Regions from separate parts of the Sus scrofa genome. Here region 1 is linked to region 2. Evidence: chromatin contacts called from public Hi-C data. All regions are on one chromosome and are shown on one strand. The core of a region is the stretch at or near the end of the contact, and the rest is flanking DNA. Distances in the headings are between cores, read along the strand shown.

Evidence for each region. Hi-C and Micro-C count contacts between places; a contact is called where the count stands out from the background.
Region 1: a contact with region 2 is called in a Hi-C map of skeletal muscle, with 2.5 times the contacts expected there. The contact joins the enhancer-like site here to the promoter of HLX in region 2. A contact is called at or near these places in 1 of 5 promoter capture datasets (liver) and 3 of 47 Hi-C or Micro-C datasets (embryonic fibroblasts, liver and skeletal muscle).

Annotation. Positions count from the first base shown.
Region 1 is chr10:10,303,929-10,307,907 of Sscrofa11.1, forward strand. No RefSeq gene overlaps it. Among named protein-coding and RNA genes, the nearest start is that of HLX, 42 kb to the left of the region's middle. Within about 2 kb of position 2,488, at least 1 of the 83 cell types and tissues checked has an H3K27ac peak or open chromatin away from gene starts, as enhancers often do. A contact at or near this core is called in skeletal muscle, where this site is marked.
Region 2 is chr10:10,261,631-10,265,668 of Sscrofa11.1, forward strand. It overlaps HLX (H2.0-like homeobox protein), which reads left to right and starts at 1,811. Exons shown (of 4, transcript XM_021064336.1): 1 at 1,811-3,719. The coding sequence starts at 3,128. MARC1 (mitochondrial amidoxime-reducing component 1) reads left to right here. Exons shown (of 9, transcript XR_002336192.1): 9 at 2,731-2,837.

The sequences.
Region 1 (3,979 bases), core at 1,238-3,737, 43 kb after region 2:
TGTGACAGGGTGTCTGTTACTCACTGTCAACACTCACGGGCCCTAGTCACATATCTGCAGCTTATATGAAGTAACGATGAGTTTAATAAGCTCCAGTGAAAAGCTGCAATGTAAACATCGCATCAGGAGTGTTTGCCTTGTCAGGCCTCTTAAACAAATGAAGGTGATGGAGGAGTACAAACAGAACGGTGTTGGAGCCGAGCGAGATGACATGGGGTGGCTGAGGGACATTCCAGTTCTGCTCCACTGCAGGCAGATTATCATTGCAGGCAGCGCGTGTGTACTTATAATGGATTAGAAGGGAGGCCCCCAGAAATCCCCTGCAGTTGAAAGCTCACCCTGCATTTCGATCTGGGGACTACAGTGAATTCACTGTCCATTTGGGAGCAAATATCTGCTGGAGATGGGGACCAGTTTCTCAGGATTATTATCTTCAGAAAATATGGCACAGATGAACCTATCTGCAAAACAGAAGCAGACTCATGGACACAGAGAACAGACTTGTTGCCAAGGGGGAGCAGGAGGGAGTGGGATGGAAGAGGAGTTTGCTTTTGGTAGATGCAAACTATTATATCTCGTTTTTTTGTTTGTTTGGTTTTTGGTTTTTTAGGGCTCCACCCGAGGCATATGGAAATTTCCAGGCTAGGGGTCGAATTGGAGCTGCACTGCCAGCCTCCACCACAGCCATAGCAATGCCAGATCCGAGCCTACACCACAGATCTGCCACCTATACCACAGCTCAGGGCAACGCCAGATCCTTAGCCCATTGGGCAAGGCCAGTGATAGAACCCGCATCCTCATGGATTCTAGTTGGGTTTGTCACCGCTGAGCCACAAAGGGAACTCCAGAGCTGCTTACATTTTAAAGTCAAAGAGAAAAAAACATACTTTAGTCCAAGAAGAATGAAATGAATCCCTTACTAGCAGGAATCATGGAAGATGTGGGGGAAGCCAGAGGAGAGGGACCCTGAGACCACCGACCTTCCTTTAGGCCTTCTGGACCACAGCCCCTCTCCTCACAGGTGCATGGAAAGTTCTGACTCTTTGCACATGAGAACCTAAGCTAAGGTCGTAAGGGGATGCTGAGAGCCATGTCTTTTTTTTTTTTTTTGGTCTTTTTGCCTGTTCTAGGGCCTCAGTCACGGCAAATGGAGGTTCCCAGGCTAGGGGTCAATTGCAGCTGTAGCTGCCAGCCGACGCCAGAGCCACAGCAATGTGGGATCCAAGCCGCATCTGCAACCTACACCACAGCTCACAGCAATGCCAGATCCTTAACCCACTGAGCAAGGCTAGGGATTGAACCCGCAGCCTCATGGTTCCTAGTTGGATTCATTAACCACTGTGCCACGGCGGGAACTCCATGAGAGCCATGTCTTCATGTGCTGGCCTGGGTGAGGTGAGGGAGGTGGAAAGTAACTCCGAATATCCTGACTTGTGCTGCCCACATCTTTTGCCCTCTGTGAATACCTTGCTTTGTGGTTTTATTCCAGTGGGGCCGAACTGAGCCCTACTTCCCATTATACCCGAATGTTCTGACAAAACGGGCATGTCCATGTAATGCTACCTAACACAGCGCCATTCAAAAACAAGTGACTTCTGAGATATTTTCTTTTAAAATATAATTTATTTGTATTTGGGTATAGCTGATTTACAGGGTTGAGTCAATTTCTGCTGTACAGCACGGTGACCCAGTCATACACATATATACCTTCTTGTTCTTATGTTAGCTTCCATCATGGTCTATCCCAAGAGATTGGAGAGAGCTCCCTGTGCAGTACAGCAGGACCTCATTGCTTATCCAGTCTAAATGTCATAGTTGGAGTACCTGCTGTGGCTCCGAGGTAATGCATCTGACTAGTACCCATGAGGATGCAGGTTCGATCCCCGGCCTCTGGGGATTCTGGACACTACTCTTTTTCTTTAAGAGGACACAGCTCCATAGACAGGGGCCCTTGGGGGCGGGGTGGGGTGGGGGGAGCTTTCTCTCTCCATCTGTTTCCCCTCCCTCCCTCCCTCCTCCACGTCTCCACTCCATTCGGCTACATTCAACCACTACAGGTCCAGCAGCTAGGAGAGGATGTGCCAGGGACATGGTGAGGCTTTGATGTATGGGTTCCACGCCATGCTTCTAGAATGGCAAAGGAAAAAATATGTGCTCAGGCTCTTCCCCAACACATGCTAAGTTACCCATACTTCCTAGCAGGAAGCCCAGGCCGATGCCGTGGTTTAAAACTCAGGAAGGACATCTGTGATGAGAGAGCTCACAAGAGCAGATGTGTTTTTTTGTTTTGTTTTGTTTTTTTCTTTTTCTTTTTTGAGTTGCTGGGAGACTCAGTTGATTATGTGGGAAAAAACCTCAGCACACATTTGTCTATGCAGAAATAGTAATACTCATGATTTAATTCATGACAGTGAGTCTATACCGTGCTCTGCCACCCGAATACATAGTGGAGCTTGACGTTTTCTTGAGATTCCTTGCCTCTTCTCAGGCCCTCCGTTCACCTCACGCGTAGTCCGGGAACAGTCAGGGTGACAGCTGAGAAGCTGAATCATGAGACAAGTGTCAAAATCCCCCTCGTTTCATTTTTTTTTTTTCTTGATGGTAAAGAAATCAAAGAGGGCACTAACTGTCTTCTGTTTCCTCCTAAATGTCAGGTCAGGGTCCAAGTGACTTATTTTTAAACAGTGCGCACTGCTGAGCTGTCTCCAGAGAATGAGAGTTTTCACTGGAATTCTCAGGAGCGGGGCTGCGGGCAGCTGGAGGCACAGAGGAAAACTTGGTGTCCTTGGCAGCTGAGCCACCTTACCAATTTAGATTTTGGAGCCTGTGGAGCAATTAGCAGATCCCCATGCCATGTGCAGGCATCGATTGACTGGCTTGGCCACCTGCTGCTAGGGGTTGGCTTTATTTAACAAGTGGCCGATGAAAGGAGAAGGTCAGGTAGCAGGGAAGTCCATTACTTACGGAGTGTCTCCAGCACGCCAGCCCTGCAGCTTAACTTTGGGTGAGCTCTGCACCAAGGCTTAGTGTAATTACAGCATTTAGAGCAACACGGGCGCTCTGAACTTGCTCATTGTCATCGGAGAAACACAGGCTCAAGAAATACCCTGTCCAAGGCTATATGGCTAAGAAGTAAGAACGTTAGGCTGAGTGCCCTAGTCTGCATTTTTTCTACTCTGCCAAATTGCCACTGTAACTAAGATGAATAGTATGTCCTTTGTGGGGTTCCAAATTCATGGAAGTTCTTTTCTTATTCTTCAAACTTGGCAGACCTGATGGAGACAGGACACACTTGTATCAGAACATTTATAGACACGAGACAAAGTTGCCAAGAAGCAGAGTATAAGCACACAAGTACTGGCAAAAGAGACATGGAGAAGCGCATTAATAAAAACTCCTGGAAACCTAGGATGATACACTCTTGGGGTCTTGGGGACTAAAGGTGATGGGGTCACACACACTAGGTGTAAATTCCATGAGGGCAGGGACTTAGCTTTACTCACTGTGGTAAATGCTTCCAGATACATAGCAGATGTTCAAAAGCTAATTATGAAATGAATGAAGGGATGAGTGTCATATGGATATATGGAGACCTCCTGGCTTATTCTCCAGTCGCCTCCATAGCGTTTCATTTGCATGAGTACCACTTACTACCGTGTCCTAAACTAGTGCTCAGCCTTTCCGTGGTTGTGGTCCATCCATTTTGAAAGACTAGACTATTTGGCTGCACAATTGCGGGGATTAAATGTTTTAATGCCACATCTAATAAGCTAATAATAATTAATACACAACTATTATTATAGGATAATAAAAACTCACAGTGTTTGAATAAACATCCACAGTTTCTGCACAAGTCACTTATTTGCTAGGCAGACATTCTTGGTTATACACTTTTCTTTTTCTTTCTTTTTTTTTTTTGAGTTTTTAGTAGACATTATATTTTGCGGGTTTTTTTTTTTTGAAATAATAGGTTTTCCAG
Region 2 (4,038 bases), core at 561-3,060:
AGTGCTAGGAGTCATTATAGAGTTTTTCTCCGGAAGAAATAAGGATTTCTGCAGTATCCTAAAATACTAAGGCCACTTCTATTTTGAGACCAATCTCGCAGGCACATCCGCTCATTTAGTCCGAGTTTGAGCCCATCAAAAACAGGAGATGACCTGAACTCCAGCGAGTCCAGGGTTTCCTGCTGCTTTCTTGGTTCGGAGGAGTGGGGGTGTAAGGGGGAGGGGATTCTGAAGACTCAAAAGACGGCCAGGAGCCCGCAGAGCCCAGGCCTGGGCCGGGGTGCAGTGTGGAGAGGAGGCAGGAGGTCCTTCCCCAAATTTCCTTTTTCGCGTTTCCCTCCGGGAGCTCCGAGTGGGTCCGGGCGGGGCTGATGCCGGTGCAACGAAGCCAAGGGTCTGGGAAAGCCGAGGGACGCGCGGGACAAGTTGCCATTTAAATTGAACCTTGGGCCTAGCGGGAAAAGAGGAGCACGAGGCGGGCGAGGGGGCGGAAACGCGCCCTTGGGGCCTAGTTTTCTCCCCTCCCGCCCCGTGCTCAGGCCTTGAAATGCTGCAGATGCGGTGGTGGGCCCAGCTGGAAACCCAGAGGGCTCGCCTTCCAGCCCGATCTGCACCCTGTGCCCACCCACAGGATCGCGTCTCATTTTGGGGCCGGCTGCCTGGGGCGAGGCCTAAATGCGGCCCGTTTGGTACAGTGAATTCATGCTTAGGCCAAGGTTTGATGTTTGCAACGGAATTGGAAGTGACACCAGAAAAAGGAGGAAGAGAGGGCTTAAGGCCACCAGATCTACGCTGGCTGGCGCTAGCGACTTTCCCCCAGGGCTGCCAAGTTCTGCAGAGGCAGCGCCCTCGGACCCAAGGCTCGCTGGAATCCACAGCCTTTGCATCTATTGCCGGCGCTGGAGCTTTTGAGGGCGGGTCCAACGACTCAGAAGGCCTTATACATCCTTGTTGGCCTCATTGCCCCTGGGCGCCTCTCCCACCCCAGGTGCTAGTGCAGCAGCAGATCCATCATTTCTTTCCACCTCTGCTGACACCTCTGTCCCGGCTGCCGAGAGCTGGGCAAGAAACCCCTTTAGTAAAAGAGGTAGAGAGAGAGACAGAGGCTGGGTGGGGTGGGTGTTGGGTGGAGGGTGTGCTTGTTTTCAGTGCTGGCTGGTCAGAAGTGATTGATTCGTGATTGATACTTTCCGGGAGAAAGTCAAAAGCTTAAGATGACAGCATCTGCAACCCGAGGCTAGAAACCACTAGAAATGAACTAGCCCAAATTCTGGACTCGAGAGAGGCACAGTAAAGTCATTTGCCTTTCTGGGTTTCTCTTTGGTAAGACCTGTTAACTGAAATGAACTTTTAAAAAATGCCACAGAGGTGCGGAAGTTCTGTTAGAAGATGCTTATTAGGACAATCGAAAACAAAAGCTTTCGTGGTTTCATTATTGTTATTATTTTATTTTCTTCCTGAAAATGTGCAAGAAAAGCTCATCTGGGTGGCCTGTGGTTTGTTTGGGAGAGGGGTGGGGAAACCCGTTAGGACTATAATTTAAAAGAGAACGAATTCTTAAAATAGAGATGTTGATGCTGCAGAAAACCCCCCACTACACGCGCTCTGCGCTCTGAAGACCCCAAGTACGAGTGGAAGACCTCGGCCACCACTGCAGCTTCTCCTGCGACCAGGCCCTGTGGGGAAACAGCCACGGGATTGGGAGCAGTATTTAACCCCAAGGAAATCTGCTCTCGTGGGCACTTGCAAAACTACAGACCCCACGTGATCGGGGATGTGGCAGAGGAGGAGGTAGGGTGACATTTCCTACAAGGTACTGCAGAGGAGCGGACCGCGCGTGCCGCTCTCCCTGTTTCGGACGGCGGCCTGTTTTGTTGTCTCTTAGGCTGGGGGAAGGTTTGGCCGCGTCCGAGGGAGACGTTCGTAGACATCCATCTTATTTTGTTTGAAAAGTTACTCATTCAAATTGTCAGTGCGTGACAGCTCGGAATAAAGCTAATTTGTGGCCGCCCCTCCTCTCTTCCCAGAGGATCTCCGAGGCAGAGGAGCGGACGCGGGGCTGACTTGGGTGGGGCTGACCCAGTGCCGCAGCAATCCCGCGCGAGAGCTCAGGGCAGGGCAGCGTAGGGGCGGGAACTCATAAAAGATGGAGCCTTGTAGGGGACAATGACTCTCGGGATAAAGGCCGAGTGGAGAAAATCAGGCCCCACTTAAGTAAAGAGTTGGGAAACCTAGGGCGCCCCCAGAGTCCCAGGAGGCGGGCCTTGCACCCGCGTTAATTTAGGGGAGCACCAGCTTCCCTAGGCGAGCGCTCCAGGAGCGCTGTGACCAACTCTCCACACCTGGCGCCGGTTCGGAGCTGCCGTAGCTGAAGGTTAGAACACCCTGGAACCTCGGTCGGTCCCGGATCGTACTCTTCGGAGAAGGACGCCCGACTGGGCTCAACCCACGCGGCAGCAGCAAACAGTTTGGCGTGGCTGGGGCGTGGCCGAGGGGGCGGGCCACGCCCCCTTACCCAGTTCCCCTCCACTCCCCGCTCCCATTGGTCACCAGCATGGCCAATGAACGCCCTGATCGAGGTCCTACCCTGGGTCTGACTCGAAAGCTCCTGCCAAAACTTTGGGAGTTTTTAGAGAGGAGTTTTTTTTTTTCTTTTTTTTCCCCTCTTATTACTTTTTTTTTTTAAACTAACGGATTATTATTGTTGTTGTTTTAAATTTATTTCTCAAGCCTTAGCTGTTTGGCTGTTTCTTTCGGTGCCCGGCCCCGTCTCCCTGGCTTCCCTGGCTTCCCTGGCTTCCCTGGCGTGTGCGGAGCCGCGCACCCGCCCGCCCAGCCGCCCGAGCGCCCCTCGCTCGCCTCCAGCCCGCGGGGAGCGCGGGCGCCGAGCCGCCTTTAAAGTGAGGCCAGGGCCCGAGGCTGTGACCGGCTGGGATCCGGGCCTCGCCTCCTCCGTCGGTGGCGCTAGGGCTCCCTGGCTTCGCTTCAGTTCGGACCGAGAAGTGTAAGTGGATCGACCCCGGCTGGGCTGCCGCCCCCTCCTGGACTTAGCGCGCCCCTCTCCGCGAACCCACTCACCCACTCGGCCCCGGCAGGCCGCAGCGGCCGCTGGCCTCACCCCGCCAGGATGTTCGCCGCGGGGCTGGCTCCCTTCTACGCGCCCAACTTCAGCCTCTGGTCGGCCGCCTACTGCTCCTCCGCCGGCCCGGGCGGTTGCTCCTTCCCCCTGGACCCCGCTGCCGTCAAGAAACCCTCCTTCTGCATCGCGGACATCCTCCACGCCGGCGTTGGGGAGCCGGGGGCGGCCCCGGAGGGTCTGGCTGGGGCCTCGGCCGCCGCCCTCACCGCGCACTTGGGATCGGCTCACCCGCACGCCTCGTTCCAGGCAGCCGCCAGATCCCCGCTTCGACCCACCCCGGTGGTGGCGCCCTCCGAAGTCCCGGCTGGCTTCCCGCAGCGGCTGTCTCCACTCTCAGCCGCCTACCACCACCATCACCCACAGCAACAACAGCAGCAACAACAACCGCAGCAGCAACAGCCTCCGCCTCCTCCTCGGGCTGGCGCCTTGCAGCCCCCGGCCTCCGGGCCCCGGGTGGTCCCGAACCCCCACCATAGCGGCTCCGCCCCGGCCCCCTCCAGCAAGGACCTCAAATTTGGAATTGACCGCATTTTGTCGGCAGAATTTGACCCCAAAGTCAAGGAAGGCAACACACTGAGAGGTAGGTCTTGGGCGAGAGGCTGTAGGCCTCTGACCAGGGCACTGACGCACTCCCGGATCCCTGAGCCATTTGGGTTGCCTTCGAGTGTTTTTTACAACTAAGGGCAAATCGGTAAAACGAAGGAGAAGGAATGAATTGTACGGCGACTCTAAAATGTTAGGTTTAAAACTCACCTGCTGTACATAAATTTTTTTAAAAAAAGAATTGGGATGCTTTAAAAACACACATCACAGATCAAAATGGTTGGTGTAAATATTTGCCAAAATGCCTCTCATCTGCCTATCTTTTAAAACACCTATCTAGAGAGAGAACTGTATTA